Linked DNA regions of Mus musculus: regions 2, 3 and 4 are each linked to region 1. Evidence: chromatin contacts called from public Hi-C, HiChIP or PLAC-seq and Micro-C data. All regions are on one chromosome and are shown on one strand. The core of a region is the stretch at or near the end of the contact, and the rest is flanking DNA. Distances in the headings are between cores, read along the strand shown.

What was found. A called contact is a pair of places that touch in the nucleus more often than the background predicts. HiChIP or PLAC-seq counts read pairs in DNA pulled down with a chosen protein or histone mark.
Region 2: a Micro-C map of embryonic stem cells shows a contact between it and region 1, with 2.5 times the contacts expected there. The contact joins the promoter of Tmcc3 here to the promoter of 5730420D15Rik in region 1. A contact is called at or near these places in 2 of 484 Hi-C or Micro-C datasets (both in embryonic stem cells), 2 of 115 datasets of contacts at active chromatin or transcription factors (astrocytes and embryonic stem cells) and 1 of 9 other capture datasets (adipose tissue).
Region 3: a contact with region 1 is called in a Hi-C map of cerebellum, with 1.9 times the contacts expected there. The contact joins the enhancer-like site here to the promoter of 5730420D15Rik in region 1. A contact is called at or near these places in 5 of 39 promoter capture datasets (cranial neural crest, hippocampal neurons, liver and 2 more), 17 of 484 Hi-C or Micro-C datasets (B cells, the C2C12 cell line, the HPC-7 cell line and 12 more), 13 of 115 datasets of contacts at active chromatin or transcription factors (VIP interneurons, acute myeloid leukemia, astrocytes and 10 more) and 2 of 9 other capture datasets (adipose tissue and liver).
Region 4: an H3K4me3 HiChIP or PLAC-seq map of bone marrow-derived macrophages shows a contact between it and region 1, with 3 times the contacts expected there. The contact joins the enhancer-like site here to the promoter of 5730420D15Rik in region 1. A contact is called at or near these places in 1 of 39 promoter capture datasets (pre-B cells), 5 of 115 datasets of contacts at active chromatin or transcription factors (astrocytes, bone marrow-derived macrophages, large pre-B cells and 2 more) and 1 of 9 other capture datasets (macrophages).

The regions. Positions count from the first base shown.
Region 1 is chr10:95,415,830-95,419,416 of GRCm38.p6, reverse strand. It overlaps 5730420D15Rik (RIKEN cDNA 5730420D15 gene), which reads right to left and starts at 2,042. Exons shown (of 5, transcript NR_045339.1): 1 at 1,738-2,042. It overlaps Socs2 (suppressor of cytokine signaling 2), which reads left to right and starts at 2,560. Exons shown (of 3, transcript NM_007706.4): 1 at 2,560-2,799.
Region 2 is chr10:94,513,012-94,516,598 of GRCm38.p6, reverse strand. Tmcc3 (transmembrane and coiled coil domains 3) reads right to left here and starts at 1,742. Exons shown (of 4, transcript NM_172051.3): 1 at 1,495-1,742. The coding sequence starts at 1,572. It overlaps Gm40743 (a long non-coding RNA gene), which reads left to right and starts at 1,720. Exons shown (of 3, transcript XR_871960.2): 1 at 1,720-1,911; 2 at 2,011-2,267.
Region 3 is chr10:94,610,506-94,614,092 of GRCm38.p6, reverse strand. Gm32898 (a long non-coding RNA gene) reads left to right here. Exons shown (of 5, transcript XR_001779842.1): 4 at 1-3,587. Among named protein-coding and RNA genes, the nearest start is that of Gm32898, 11 kb to the left of the region's middle. Within about 2 kb of position 1,967, at least 2 of the 459 cell types and tissues checked have an H3K27ac peak or open chromatin away from gene starts, as enhancers often do. A contact at or near this core is called in cerebellum, where this site is marked.
Region 4 is chr10:94,827,859-94,831,445 of GRCm38.p6, reverse strand. It overlaps Plxnc1 (plexin C1), which reads left to right. Exons shown (of 31, transcript NM_018797.3): 20 at 1-103. Among named protein-coding and RNA genes, the nearest start is that of Plxnc1, 120 kb to the left of the region's middle. Within about 2 kb of position 1,900, at least 232 of the 459 cell types and tissues checked have an H3K27ac peak or open chromatin away from gene starts, as enhancers often do. A contact at or near this core is called in astrocytes, bone marrow-derived macrophages, pre-B cells and 2 more, where this site is marked.

The sequences.
Region 1 (3,587 bases), core at 793-3,292:
AGGATCAACCATTCATAAAATGTTGGTCCTAGTGAACCCTGCACATTGTAGAGGCTTAAAAAGTTTAATTTGGGCCTCCAACTCACTACACAGGAACTCCAGCGGGATCCGCCTGTCCGTTCATGCTAACCTTTCACCGACATCTTGTTTTTAAGTTTACAGAAAACGTTAGGGACCTAAAGAAGGTCATTACATTACAGTACATTACAGTACAACAGAAGTTACAAAGTAGCAATGAGGGGCTTGGGGATTTAGCTCAGTGCTAGAGCGCTTGCCTAGCAAGTGCAAGACCCTAGGTTCGGTCCTCAGCTCTGAAAAATCAAAACAAAACAAAACAAAGTAGCAATGATAATAATTTTATGGTTGAGGGGTCACCATGATATGAGGAACTGTATTAAACGGTCGCTGCATTAGGGAGGATGAGGACCACTGTGGGGCTCAGCTGAAGGAAGTGAGTTGCTGGTGTAGGGCACCGGAGTGCTAGATGTAAACCGGTTTCCTGTCTCCCTTCTAAGGCTGACTGCACCACTAATTCCTGCCTCCCGTGGAGGGTGCTTTCCAGGCTCCAAGCCTTCCTGCCATGTTGGAATGTGTCCTGTGAACCATGAACCGAGATCAATCTTTCCTCCCTTCCATCACCTCTGCCAGGTGGTTTGGTCATAGTACTCAGTAGAGTAAGGAGGCTGGAAGATTTACTACACCTGACAAAGAAAAATTAATCTGTATGATCTCAAAAAAAAAAAAAAAAAAAACACCACCACCAACAACAAAAAAACCAACAAAAAACCAAAACCCTTTAGGAGTGCAGAAGCACAGGCACACACTTCCACTTCCTCTGAGGTTTTCTACCAAGAAAGGATCAACCATTCATAAAACGTTGGTCTTAGTTATCCCTGCACATTGTAGAGGCTTAAAAAGTTTAACTTGGGCCTCCAACTCACTACACAGAACTCCAGAGGGATCCGCCTGTCCGTTCATGCTAACCTTTCACCGACATCTTGTTTTTAAGTTTACAGAAAACGTTAGGGACCTAAAGAAGGTAAGCATCCTGCTAAGTTACTCCCTGGCTTTACACAGGCTTTCTAAAACTTGAGTAAGAGGCATCCTTCCCATCAAAGATTCCAGGAAAACAGCCTCCCCCCTCCGCGGCCACACATACGAATCTATCGCTGACAAAGCCCCTGTAAGCTGGCTTATGTCCTCCCCTCGCGTTCACCATTCTGTAAGTGCATAGAATTATTTAAGAGGAAAAAAATTACTGTGGATAAAAATTGGTTCGGGGCCTTGGAATTGGCCGGTCGTGTTGTGTTTCCTTCCAGGGCCGGCAGGCGGGGCACCAGGCAAGGCTTGGAAGCCGCGCCTCTCTCAACCTCTCCTGGCCACCCTTGCCCAACTTCCCCATAGACACAGCTTCAACTAAAAGTGGCCATTGACCTTTCAAGCTTTTGAGCAGTGGGGCAACAGAACAGTATTTCAAAGAAAAATGGTTATCGAAATTTCGAATCCGGTTTTCCCATGAGTGTTTTTTTTTTGTTTTTGTTTTTCTGTTAAAAAAAAAAAAAGTAGGTCACATTCAAAGTGGGTCACGTTTCAGGAGCCGGCGTGCCTGGATGCCGGCGCGGAGGCTAGGTGGCCTCTTACAGAGTGGGAGGTGAGGGTCCCAATAGGAAAGAAGTACTGGGATCAATACGAACTCCGGGTCCCTGGCTTTGCAAGGATTCACAGAGACAAACGCACCAGGCCTGTGACCCCGCACCCCACCCGGGCACAGGTAAGGGCACCTCCTCTGTAGGGTGGCCAGGGTGGGTCTCCCGAAGGGCAAGCAGGAGTTGAGCTGAGGAGGAAAGGAGAAGCTGGGCAAGGCTGATGCAGGGGACTACCAGTTGGAGCTCCAGGGGGGAGGGATTGAGGGCAGTCTGCGCAGCTTTAAGGAGGCGCTCAGCTCGTCTCTTTCCTGGCCTTCTAGGATGCTGGCGGAGGGGACAGTCTCTGGTTCGCTTCCCGAGGTGCCCGGGAGTGGTAGTCGACCTGGGCAGTGGCGTGCTAGCTCTAGCTCTGTGTGTGTCTTAGAGAGGGAGGGACGGACATCTGAGCCCCGCCCCCTTCCCGCACGCTGGTCCTGCATCCCACATGGAGGAGAGGAGGGTCGCGTCTGGCAGGCGCACAGCGGGGTGGATGGCTGGCCTAAAGGTTCCCTCCTACGTGGAGGGCTGGGGAGAAGAGGGGCTGCTATTCGCGGGACCGAGGTGCTCAGCTGTTGCAGACACAGGGGCAGGTACTGGTGGCTTAATAGGCATTGGCTGGGGACTTCTCCTTGTTCCCGAGCACCCCGAGGTGCAGGGTCAGAGGAGGGCGGAGTCGCAGGCTTCCACCCCGCAGCCACCAGCACCAGCACCCGCACCGGCTCTCTCCACCCGGCTCCCTTGAAGCCTGCGCATTAGCGGCCGGGGCCTCTTTAAAGCGCTGGCGGGGGCTGCGGTCACGTGAGGCGGATTCCTGGAAAGTTCCTGGAAAGCGGCCTCCGCCGCGGCCGGGCGGGGCGCGAGGGGCGGGAGGCGGGGAGCGAGGGAGGCGCGTCGGGCTGGGAAGTCGCGCGCACACTCGGCTCCGGGGACAGACGGTTAACTCTTGCCAAGTCTCGCCGCCTCTGCGGCTCCCGGGCCTTGGGCTTCCCCCCTGAAGCATGAGCCTTTCCTCCCGCAGCCGCCAACGCTGCGCGGGTCTCGGACAGTGCGCGCCGGGACTCCAGGCGCGCGCCCTCAAGATCCCTTGTGCCCGGAGCCCGGAAGCTTGCGGCAGGTACCGCTCGCGAAGCCCGAAGGTTCCGCCCGGGGGGACAGTGGCCGGGAGGGCGGCGGGGTGCGAGCACGGGGGCGGCGGCGGACCGCCTGGGCGTCCGCAGTTTAGGGCGCCCCGGGAGAGTTCAAGTCGGGGCTCTGCCCCATCCGGACTCAACTGCCTCCTCTCTCCCGGGTTCCTTCTCGGTCTCGGGAAATTTTCCGAGCACCCCCACCCCCCAACAACTGCTACCCAAATTTATAATCCTAATAACCTGATCTCCCGCTCCTCCCCGCCAGCCTCCGCCCTTGCTCCCCCACCCCACCCCTTCTCTTTCTCCCATCTCCTCCGCTTCAACTGGAGGGAAACCCGGCACTGGCGAGCAGGGGTGTCAGCCTGGGGCGGAGAGGGGGGGGGGAAGCTAGGCGACGATCCCTGGGATTTTTGTCTGCCTTTGGCGCAGAAAAACTCGGTTGCTTTTACTGAGCGCAGAGCCGATTGCATCCCCAGGCATCTCCTTCCACAAATAAACGTCACCCGGGGAACTCAGACGGACACCCCTCCTTGCCCCCTGGCTCCCCCGCCCCTTGTCCGCTGGGGAGGCTGCCTAGTGCGGAGGCGGCAGTCGCGGCGGTGGAGGTAAGACCTCAGTCCCAGTTGATGGCATGGCCCGCTGCGCTCGCTGTTGCGGGCTCAGCCCCGGCCTCATTTGGAGCTCCGGCGGGGGCTGCACGCTCCGGCCGATTCCTCGACAGCGCCCGCGGCGGCAGCCGCAGGAGCCGCGGTCCGCGTTTTGGAGCGACCGCCGC
Region 2 (3,587 bases), core at 493-2,992, 900 kb after region 1:
TAAGGAGAGACAGGTGTGGGGAAGACGCTGCAGTTCAGCTAGTCCTTCCATTCCCCAACTGAGTGTGTGAGCACCAGTTCCCACCTCTACCTGACCCGCAACAACTCATTCAAGCTCATTCCAAGTTTGTCAACAAGCTCACCAGCCCCCAGGAGTTACCAACCCTGCTTGCTTACAGAGACCATTAAGTTATGACAACCCAGGCTCTCAAATTATCTTAGCATTACCGTCTCACCTGTGACTGCTCTATTACGTTTGTCCCCCACCCCCACCGGGTTACAAATGTTTTATGAAAAAAGACCTTTCCTTCAGTCAGCTGGGTTCGCGAGTAGTTGCCCTCCCAAGCAAACTTCTGACTGCAGGTAACCAAAACTCTAAATGTTTTTCTTAGGGAGTTTGGGAATACTTTCCTGGTGCACTGTTATGAAACTTCTAATGAAACCGAGAAAGAGTCGGTCGATGCAGGAGCGATTCCACCAAACTCATTAAATTTGTGGGTTTTTTTTTTTTAATCATTTTTCCTAAATTGATTAAGAGGCGCTAAAGTGAAAAGAGAAATGAGGTAAACATGCCACTTCTGGGAGAATCGACTACTGTTTCAAATTGTGACTGCATACCCACATTATATATAAGGGACCCCTGCATATGCCTATCACTTATGGCCGCAACTTGATCTTAGAGGTGGAAGGGTAGAAACTCTGCCCGGTCTATCTCTACGAACTTTATACAAGAAAGCCGACATCGAATCCCCAGTTCCTCGGACAAGCCAGAAGTTGGGAGGCTCAGAGAACAACTCCAGGTGCCGCCTGCCAGAGTGGAGGAGGTGCTGTTTCAAATGGCACTTTAGTCCGTCAAAAGAAGGGATGGGGGGGGGGGTGTCACATCCTTGCTGGACACTTGAGCTTCCCAAAAGGGAAAGTGTTCCTCAGGAGGGGCCCAGAGCTGGGGCTGTGGCCTCCGTCTTTATAGTGAAGCCCTCCATGGCCGGTCTCCACAGCTTGCTCAGAAGAGCTATTTTCGCTCACAGCCAAAATCAGCAACAGCAAATTAGGCTGCAAACCGTGGCGAAGGCACCCGCTCTGCACGGCTCCCAACTCCGGAGCGTCCATGCCGAGATCGACTTTTGACCTGGGCAGCGCGTCCCGGGCGTACAGTGCAGGGGACTCAGCTGCCAGGCAGGGGACGCAGCAGCAATGCAGAGCCCTGCAGGTGGCTGTGCCGGGAGGGAGCCAGACCCTGGGAGTCCCGGGGACCCGGCAGGCAGCGTGCGCTCTCTGGCGGGGAGGAGAGCCCGGCGACACCGTCGTGGAATAGGACTGGCTAGCCTCCGATTCCAGCGGTGGCCCAGCGTCCCCGGGCCGCAGGTTTTCCCCGGACCTTCCCGGCCGGGAGAGGCCGGCGTTGGGTTCTACGGTGCTGAGCCTCCGAGCCGACCCGGCCCGCGCCCTCCCCACGCAGACTCGCACCCCCGCGCCGCCCTGCGCGCGCCCTCACCCGGCTCTTGCAGCGGTGGTGCCGGCCGGGGTCTGAGTAGGTCCGGTCCACGGTGAGCGCCGTGTCGCTGCCCGGCATGTCTGCGCTTAGACTGACAACTTTGCGTCCTCCGGGGCTGCCGCTCCACTCGGCGCCGGGTGGCAGCTGCTCGCCGTGCTCCGCTCACCCTCGCCCCGGAGCCGCGGCCGAGGGGGTGGCGCGGGCCGCTGCAGCTGCTGCCGACACCCCGCGGCCCTGCGCCGCCGCCCGGGTGGGGAGGCGGGCGACAGTCTCCGCCCCTTTCCCCGCTCCCCGCCCCTGCGCCCGCGCGGCGCCTAGACCCGCTCCAGGTGCCGGGCTCAGCTGCCCTCCCTGCCTGCGAACGGGGCCCACGCGCTCCCACGCCTCTCCCGGCTCAGATGAGCGACGCTGGCACAGGTTATGGACCCACTTGAGTGTGATAAAAAAGACGGGTTTGAGCACACAGGAGGTTGCCGGATGCCTTAATGAAATATATATACATATTTCACTCAACAGGCACACTTACTTGCTGGACAGCTTTCCTGGACCTGGACAGTGGGCTAAGGATTCCAGGACGGAGGGGCATTTTCCCATCTAGTATTCCACGGAGCGGCACTCCCACTGTGTTGTGTATCTTAATTGTGCTTGTGTGACTCACTGTGTTGTAAGCTACTTTGAAACCGGGACATCTTTCCACTTGAGCGTTCTCTAGTCCCAGCGAGTGCTCCCTGCCCACAAGGAATTTGGAATCTGAAGAGAAAAAGTACTGATTGGTAATCAATGCGGTATCGGTTGCCTAACCCCCAAATTAACTACACAAGGTCCAGTGGTTTCGTGAGACGTGCCCCTGAGACCGGATTGGCAGGTTTTAAATCACTGATCCTAACAGGCTCAGAGTGCAGTGTGATCTGCCTACAGGGAGGGGAGGAGGTGTTTATCCCCCTAGCTGGCTGAGAGAAAACAGGTCTGTGCGTTGGGTGGGGGTGGGGGAGGGGACCCTCAAGGTGTCGGTTTAGTGGGTGTCTTCAGGCAAAAAGGGATCAGGTAGAAGAACGGAGAGTCGGGGGTAGGGGGTGGGGGGAATGTACTTTCAACATTAAGTTCAGCTTTGTTCTGTGGGTGTTTGGCAAGCTGCTGGGCTCCCTGAACCAGAAGTTGACAAGATCAGGATGGAAGTCTAAGACATCTATCTGATAGTCCTGTGAGAGGCATTGATGAAAGATAAAGAACTCTCGATAGGAGGCCTTTTCAAAGACTGAGGACAACCTGACCTATGTGTCATTCACTCACAAGGAGACCAGGGAACCAAGCATGTCGACTTAGTGGAGTATTAGACAAGTGTAGCAGTTGCGATGGCCCTCTGTGGAGTCATTTCTAGCATGTATAGTTAAGTGAAGAAAAGCAAGGTGCTGGAGAATATAGTGTTCTACCATTTATTGAAAGTGCAATGTGTATCATATCTATATAGAGAAATATAGATACATATACATACATACATATACATAAATATAGATATATGCCTGTGCTTATATATACACAGGGCACATTTCTGACAAGATAAAAAAAAAGCTACAGGAATAAGTGAACAAGCAGCTTAAGTTGGGAAAGGAGAACTGAGCAGCTACAGGGCAGATGGGAGGATTGTTTGTTTATTGATCGTTTTTTCACTGAGTATACATCTTAAATGTGGCCACAAAAGTAGAGTAAATTATTAAAACTTAAAAAGAATCAGAAACCTAATTTAAAGCCACTTAAAGGGGAAAAGAACCTTTAAAATAAAACACAAACAAACACACACACACACACAAAACGCATGCATACACACACACACCAGGCTCAGAGAGATTTTCAGGTAAATTCTTCCACGCAAAAAGCATAGATTGTGATGTGTGTGTGTGTGTGTGTGTGTGTGTGTGTGATTTCAGTTATGATGTCCAGAGAAGCTTTTGTGATAGGCCAATATTTGAGCAGAGCCTTAGGGAATGACTATGTTTGTATGAGGAATGCAGACTTAGGAAGTGAGAGAGACTGTAATGTATGTGATGGTTTGAATGAGAATGCCCCATAGGCTCATTCATCTATTTGAAGGCTTG
Region 3 (3,587 bases), core at 718-3,217, 810 kb after region 1:
AGCCACTTTTTTTTTTTTTTTTTGCTAAAATATCACAAGAATCGTCACTGTTCTATTGCTATGAGGAGACACCATGACCAAGGCAACTCTTATAGGGAGGGGGAGGGAGACATGGAGACATGGAGACAGGGAGACAGGGAGAGGAGAGATTGGACCTCCAGTGGCATGATTCCTCCAACAAGGCCATGCCCACTCCAACATGGCCATACTTCCTAATCTTCCCCATTCATTGTCCATCCAAGTTCCATTTCCTGATGTCTAAGCATCCAAATATATTAGTCTATGGGGGCCATTATTATGCAAACCACCACAGTGTCCTACTCTGTAGGGGTTGATGCCGATGCTAAGGTCCTGTTCCCCAGTTGGTTCTTTATCTGTCAGTAATGAAAGCCATAGGCCAATTGCTGGATGGAAGGTACAGGAGGAACTTCCAGGTCCCTGGAGGCAGGGAGACACAAAGAAGGAGAATGGAGTTCATCTTGCTTTGGAGAAAAGTGAACCAGGCAACCATATGAGATCTCAAAACAGAGTAGCCACACAGGCTGGTCCAAAGGCAAGTAAGTGGTCAGTGGAGTTTAGCAACCAAGGTTTAGGGCAGATGTGAGAAGCTGAGATAAGAAATTGGTAGGGGCACACTTTTCTAGGTGGTAGATAGTAGTGCCCAGCACTTGTGTCCTAAGGCAAGTTCAAAAGAAACAACTGTGTGTGTCTGTGTCTTTTATCCAAGGATTCAAGGGAAGCTGGGAGGGGGCTAGTATTGTGGCCACTCTTGGGGTCAAAGGAGGATAGAGCATAAAACTACATGCAACACTATTCTATGACCTGTATTAGTTATCTTACATGGCCAGAGGGCTTTACAAATGTGGTAAAGAATCTTAGTGTGGGAAGAGCTTCAGGGAAATCTGGGAGGACCAATGGGACAGGGAAGAAGAAGTGGAGGAGGAGGAGATGTGATTGGAGCAGAATTCAGACTCATGGGGATTGCAAACCACAGAAAGCTATGGAGCTTCTAGAAGCTAACAGGGGTAGAAGACTAGCCCCTCTACTCTAGCCCCATCCCTGCCCATACTTGATTTGAGTGCTCTTCTGGGAAAAAAAATGTAACTTCTATATTTCAACTAACATTTGTGACAATTTGTAATGTTAGCAACATAACAGGTACTGAGAAGCTAAACTCCAAGGCCACTGTGTCTCTCCCATCCCTCCTTCCTGTTCTTTCCATCTGCTGTGGAATGAATCTTTTCAACAGTTCTCATGCGGAAGCCTCAAGCATCTGGAGACAGCATCATGCCAGACAGTTAAGGTACTAGGTCCTGTGGGCGGGCTCTAATCCAACATGACTGACATCCCGCAAGTAAAGAACACTACGCCACAGGATCAAGTTACAGAGCAAGATGGTGAGAGGACAACACGAAAGAGAACCTCTACAGGCCCAGCAGCCAGGCCTCAGAAGATAGCCCTGCAGAGATCTCCATGTTGGGCTTGTAGCCTCCTGAAGTATGAGGGAGCCAACTTATATGACTTATATTGATGAAGCTCAAGTCTGATTGATGTATCAGATTTCAAGCAGAGGTGAAACTCTACCTCCCTTTCCAAAATGCCTGATTGGACCAGCTCACAGCACAACCCTTGTCTGGGAATACCTCCCAGCTGAGTTGTTTAGCCAGGACCACAAGCCTAGTGCCTACAGGGCCAGGCAGGGAATAGGTTAGTGTGAGGAATGGTGTTTGTGGGTTAAATCTAAGCAGCCTCCCTTACCTTGTGCTGGCTGCCAGTGTTCCTGTTGGTGTCTATCTTTCTCCGAGTTCATGAAGGGTAGGTATATGAAACAGCTCTCTTTCTTCCTGACTGTGCTACGGAAAGCAACAACCTTGGCGGGAGAGGCATTGCCTTGGCCCTGTGTGCAAGAGCCCATGCAGAGAGACAGTGAGGTGAGCTGGCTATGCAGACCCTGTCCCTGCCAGGGGCACAGCTGCTGCTTGGCTCCAGACACTTGTCACCAGAGGCAAGTGCAGGCTGAGGCCCGCCAGAGTCTTACAGTCTCTCAAATGAAGTGGGAATGTGGATTAGAAACAAGAAGACCTTAAACATTAGCAACTATATAAAAAATTTTTTTAAAGCAATTGCTGGCCACTTTGTACCTATTATGATGGCTACCATCAAAAAATGAAAAGAAGTAGAAGCTGGAACGTGCTGGCAAGGGTGAGGGGAAATTGGAATCCTGCGCTCGGCTGGTGGGAATATAACAGGAGGCAAGCCAATCTGAGAAACTGCGTGCCAGATTCTCCAAAGACTAAGAAGAATGGAGTGTGACTTAGCGACTTCAGCTCTGGGGATGGAGCCCCGTGTTTCTGAAAGCAGCGAGGATTTATTTGCATGCCTGTGTTCATAACAGGATTAGTCACAGGAGGTGTAAATACAGAAGCAGCCCCCATCTCTACTGCCAGACAAACAGGTAACAAGGTGTGGTGTACGTTTGCAAAATAGTATTACTTAGCCTTAAACGGGATTAAAATGTGGATACAGCCTTCGACACGGATGAGCTTAGAGGACTGCTCAGTGAGGTGTCAATCACAGAAGGCTACGTACTGTGTGTATGATGTTCTTAGGGTAATCATGGTCACAGAGATAGTTGAATGATGGTGGCCAGGGCGAGAGGGCAATGACAGACAGCTACTACTGAGTGGAGGTGGGGTTTTGGTTCTGCAGGATGGGAATGGGAGGTAGAGATGGTTGCCTAGCAACATGGATGTACAGAAAGCCACTGGACTCTACACCTTAAGATGGCCAGTTACTAAATCTTATGTTATAACACATAAGACAATTTGAAAGACAATGCTTGTGCTGGCCAAGATGCCCTTAAGGGCTTACACCATCATGGGCCCCAGTTTGTACCCCATGTTTCACACACACACACACACACACACACACACACACACACACACACACACACAGTAGTTTAACTACTTTCTAGCTTCTTCATGTGTTAGTGTCTTATGCAGCCAATTAGAAGATAAAATCTTCATGAATGTGGGAGCTGTGTCTTAAAGTTCTTCAGTGTTCTTCAGAAAAGTCACTCGGAGCAGGTCACAGACAGCTTTCCAAATATTAGCTCACACACATATCCATGCACACACACACATACACATAAACACACACATACATGTACTCACTAACCCATACTCAGTCACCAAATCCACATACAAGCACACACATTTGTGTACATGCACACATAGAGACAGGCACACACAGACACACATAGACATACACACAGACCTGCACAGACATACATACACACTGACACACATAGACACACACACACAATCACACATGCATGCTCACTAACCCATACTCACTCACATGCACATACAACCACACACATTTACATATATGCACATAGACATACACAGATACATACATACTCACGCTCACAAACCCACAGACACACGTGCAAACACACACAGATATACAAGCTTACACACACAGATACATACTTACACACAGACACACACTCACAGACACACAGATATATACATACAGACATACACACAAAGACACACACACACACACACACACACACCCCTATG
Region 4 (3,587 bases), core at 651-3,150, 590 kb after region 1:
GTGCAGTAATATGCAACCAAAGCTGATGCTGAGGCGCACGGAGTCTGTGGTGGAGAAGCTCCTGACGAACTGGATGTCTGTCTGTCTCTCCGGTTTCCTCCGGGTAAGTGTCACAGGGCTCTGCAGTGTCAGAGGTAAGACAATAGGCAATTATTTTTAGCCCACACTGGTGTCTTTGTGGAGCTAAGTCCAGAATGCTCTGTGCAGTCAGCGTTTAATTGAACTTGATCGTGGGTCTTCCAGATTGAATGGAAAATAACAATTGTGCGGGTCTTGTTTGTTTATTTTCTTTGTTTGTTGCTGCTGTTAGTAGTCCCTAGGGTACATATAATTCACGTAGGGCTCTCTTGGGTAAGATTCTTATATGCGAGCTCATCTTCTTATCTTAGTTAACACCCTTGATTCTGCTAGCCTATGTAGGAAAACGTCCCGAGACCTGAGACTGTTTAAAACGCTGATGAGCACAAACTGTTCTTGAGTCCTTTAAAACATGTTGGAAATACTCATTACTCACTGGCACACTGGCAGCTAATGACGGTCCCTTCTTCCCAGGTGTTCAGCAGTAAAGCAAATCCCCAAAGAGCCTTCTGTCCTCCGAGTTCACTTTCTTGAAGTGACTATGGCATATGGTTGAATTTCATTGAACCTTCAAATCTTTCAGAGTCCAAACTTTCTATGAGCATTGGAGCCCAGGGCTGGGTCTGGAGTTAAGACGGCTCCATCGCTTCTTGGCATGTTACCTGTGGAGTTAACAAAAGATGAATATCATTGGGCTGTTTTGAAGCCCAGATGAGCAGGAGTACACCATTTGCTCGGCACTGAGTAAGAACCCCATAAATATTGGCCATTATTATAAAATATTAAAATGAAAATCAGGGTGTTTCTGTTGAACATGGTCTTTGTTCATCGCTCTGAGGCCCTGGGATGGAGGGAGGTTCTTATCCATCTTTAACTTCACCAGCCGTCCAGATTCCAGCAAAACGGCATAATTGTGTATTTGCAGCTTGCTTCAAAATCTAATTAAACCCTGAATAAGATACACTGCTATGCCACAGGTTTTAACAGGGCTGCTTAAGCTGAGATCCACAAGCAGCACTTTAAATTAGACTGTGCCTAGTTTAATGTTTAATGCAATCTTAAGAGTAGATACGCAACATTTAAAAAAAATTTTTTTAACTGACTTTTCCCACTCCCAAGGCAATGGCCGTTTATTAAGATTAATGAAATCTGCCTCCTTTTCTGTTTACTTGGTATATATCATCTGCTCTGGGGATGTGTCAAGTGGTTATTTCTGGAGAGAGCTGCCTTTGGGCCTCCCTGAGGCTGGGTGGGTGGCCACTGCTGAACACAGGTGCTAGACCCTCTCCCAGGTTCCCAGGTCTTAATCCTCAGCTGACCCTAAGCCAAAAGCCCTAGAATGGCATCCACCAGTCTCTTCTCTAAAAACTCTGTGGCTAATGTGTACAATGCTCAGAGGAAACAGAAAGCAAACACGCACCCTGAGGTTTTGTTTAAAACCAGTAAGCTTGCTTGCTATCTGCGTCCATTCCCCAGCGCCCCAACCCACCCAGCTGCCTGAGTCCCCCGGGTTAGCGTGTTCACTGTGGACACTGTATCATTTTGTTGCTTGTGTGTTTCTGGCTTGGTGTCCATTCACTGGTAAGTCTACTGGTTTGAAATTCACTCCCAGCTCTTCCCTACCAGGAACTCGCAGGAGCTGCTTTTAGGCATGAAAGGGGAGAAGTGTTCAGAAAAATCTGGGCTCCAAGCCCAAGCGGCCCCCTTGAGCAAAGCATTCTGGGTCAAGATTTCTTCTCTGTGCTGATTCAAGAGTGTGTGGAACACTCGGTGGTGAGGGGGGAGAGCGGCACGGTGCCCAAGAGGAAGTGGCAGCCAGCCAGTCCTGGGCGGGACTTTCACTTTCAGTGGAAGAATCCCTCCAGTTATCAAGGGGCTTGGGGGGCCTCCTCTTGCCCTGCTCATTGATGCTAAGCAGGTAGCAACCTTCAGGTGAGCTCCCTTCCCAGACTCCAAGGCCTGGTAGGGACAGATATGACAGTTGACATCTATTAAGCACTGCTGTTGGCTATACATCAGACATCAGGCCAAGAGCTTGGATTATCTTTTCTCATTTAACCCTTAATGGTCTGCAGAGGTAAGTACATTTATGGCTGTTTTGCCTATGGGGGCTCAAGACAGACAGAATAGATGTGATTCTGTAGGTCCGAGGGTAGCGAGGATGGTGCCAGCCTCTGAATGAGCTGATAGTCAGCTCTGGTCTGTCATCTAAAGAGAGAAGACATGTCCCCCAACAGATGAGACATACAATTCCTTGTGTTAGTTGACGACAAAGAAATCTTGTGGCCTGGTGGTTTCCTAGGCTAGTCAGTGTCTCTAGAAAGGTTTTTCAACCTGCCTCTGCTACCGAAATCTAGGTTGAGTAGGTATCTATGTGGCACAGGGTAGGGGACAGGCACCTAAGTTCTTAGGGAGATCCTTAAAAGATGCTGGAGGTGACTCGATAGGGCTAGAACTGAGGGCCCGAGGGGCAGTGTGAAGCCATATGTCACCAGCTCCATTTGGGGAATGCTGGAAAATCCTAACTAGAGAGCCCTTGAGCCAGTGGCTGTTCCTCTGCCCAGCCCTGGGGGTCCTGGCTGGCCTCTGCGTCAACCAATGTGGCCAACCCAGTCCCCACACAAGGGCCCTTGGTGTGTCTCTGCCATGTGTAAGAAAGGCAGAAGTGAGGTTCTTAGGTTTGTGGTCAGGCCCTTTCCCAAGGGGGTGGACGGAAAGCAGATCTCGGTGAGATAATGAACCATGAAATAAAGGAAGTTTCGTATGAGAACGAAATGTCAGGTACTGGTCCCCCTTGCCCCACCTTGGAAACTTCTGAACATCCCCCTCTCTGTCCCGCATCAGGAAGAGGCTACTCGCTACTGTCCCGCATCAGGAAGAGGCTACTCGCTACTTGGGGAGTTGTCAGCAGAGGGGAGAGAAGCAAAGAGAGGCAGGGAGGAAGTGGACCAGGAGAGGTAGAGGGTGGCAGGAGACCAAGGGAGGGACCTGTGCTTGGAGGAAGTACAAAGGCAGAGACAGGGGTGAGCGGAGAGGTTAGGGGAGGCCCCAAAGGGTTGTCGGTAACCCTCCTGTTCACAGGAAATCAGACAGAGAGCCAGAGGGATGCTCCTTTCGAAGCTGAATTAGTTAGCTCTGCAGATGAACTTGGTAACATGGGGGCTCCAATTGGAGCCATGTAACTACTGTTTCATCTTTACTAAGGCACTCTGGCTTGGGAGGAGCCCTCCCCTTTCCCCCACCAGGCCTAGTGTCCATGGATCCTGGAAACCTCATTGTTTAGGGGGAACCGAAACTGCCCCAGGGCTGCATGCCTCAGCCGATGGCAGGAAGCAGAACACAGCCTATACCTGAACTACCCAATGTCCCTTTGAACATAGTGGCTTCAAATCTGGGCCATCAAAACCCCCTCCCCCAATTCAGTGGGACGTGTTCACAGGAGAGGGCTGGAGACAGGGACCCTGGGACCAGCCTTAGAGGTTCAGGGAAGGGAATACTGCCCATCTGAC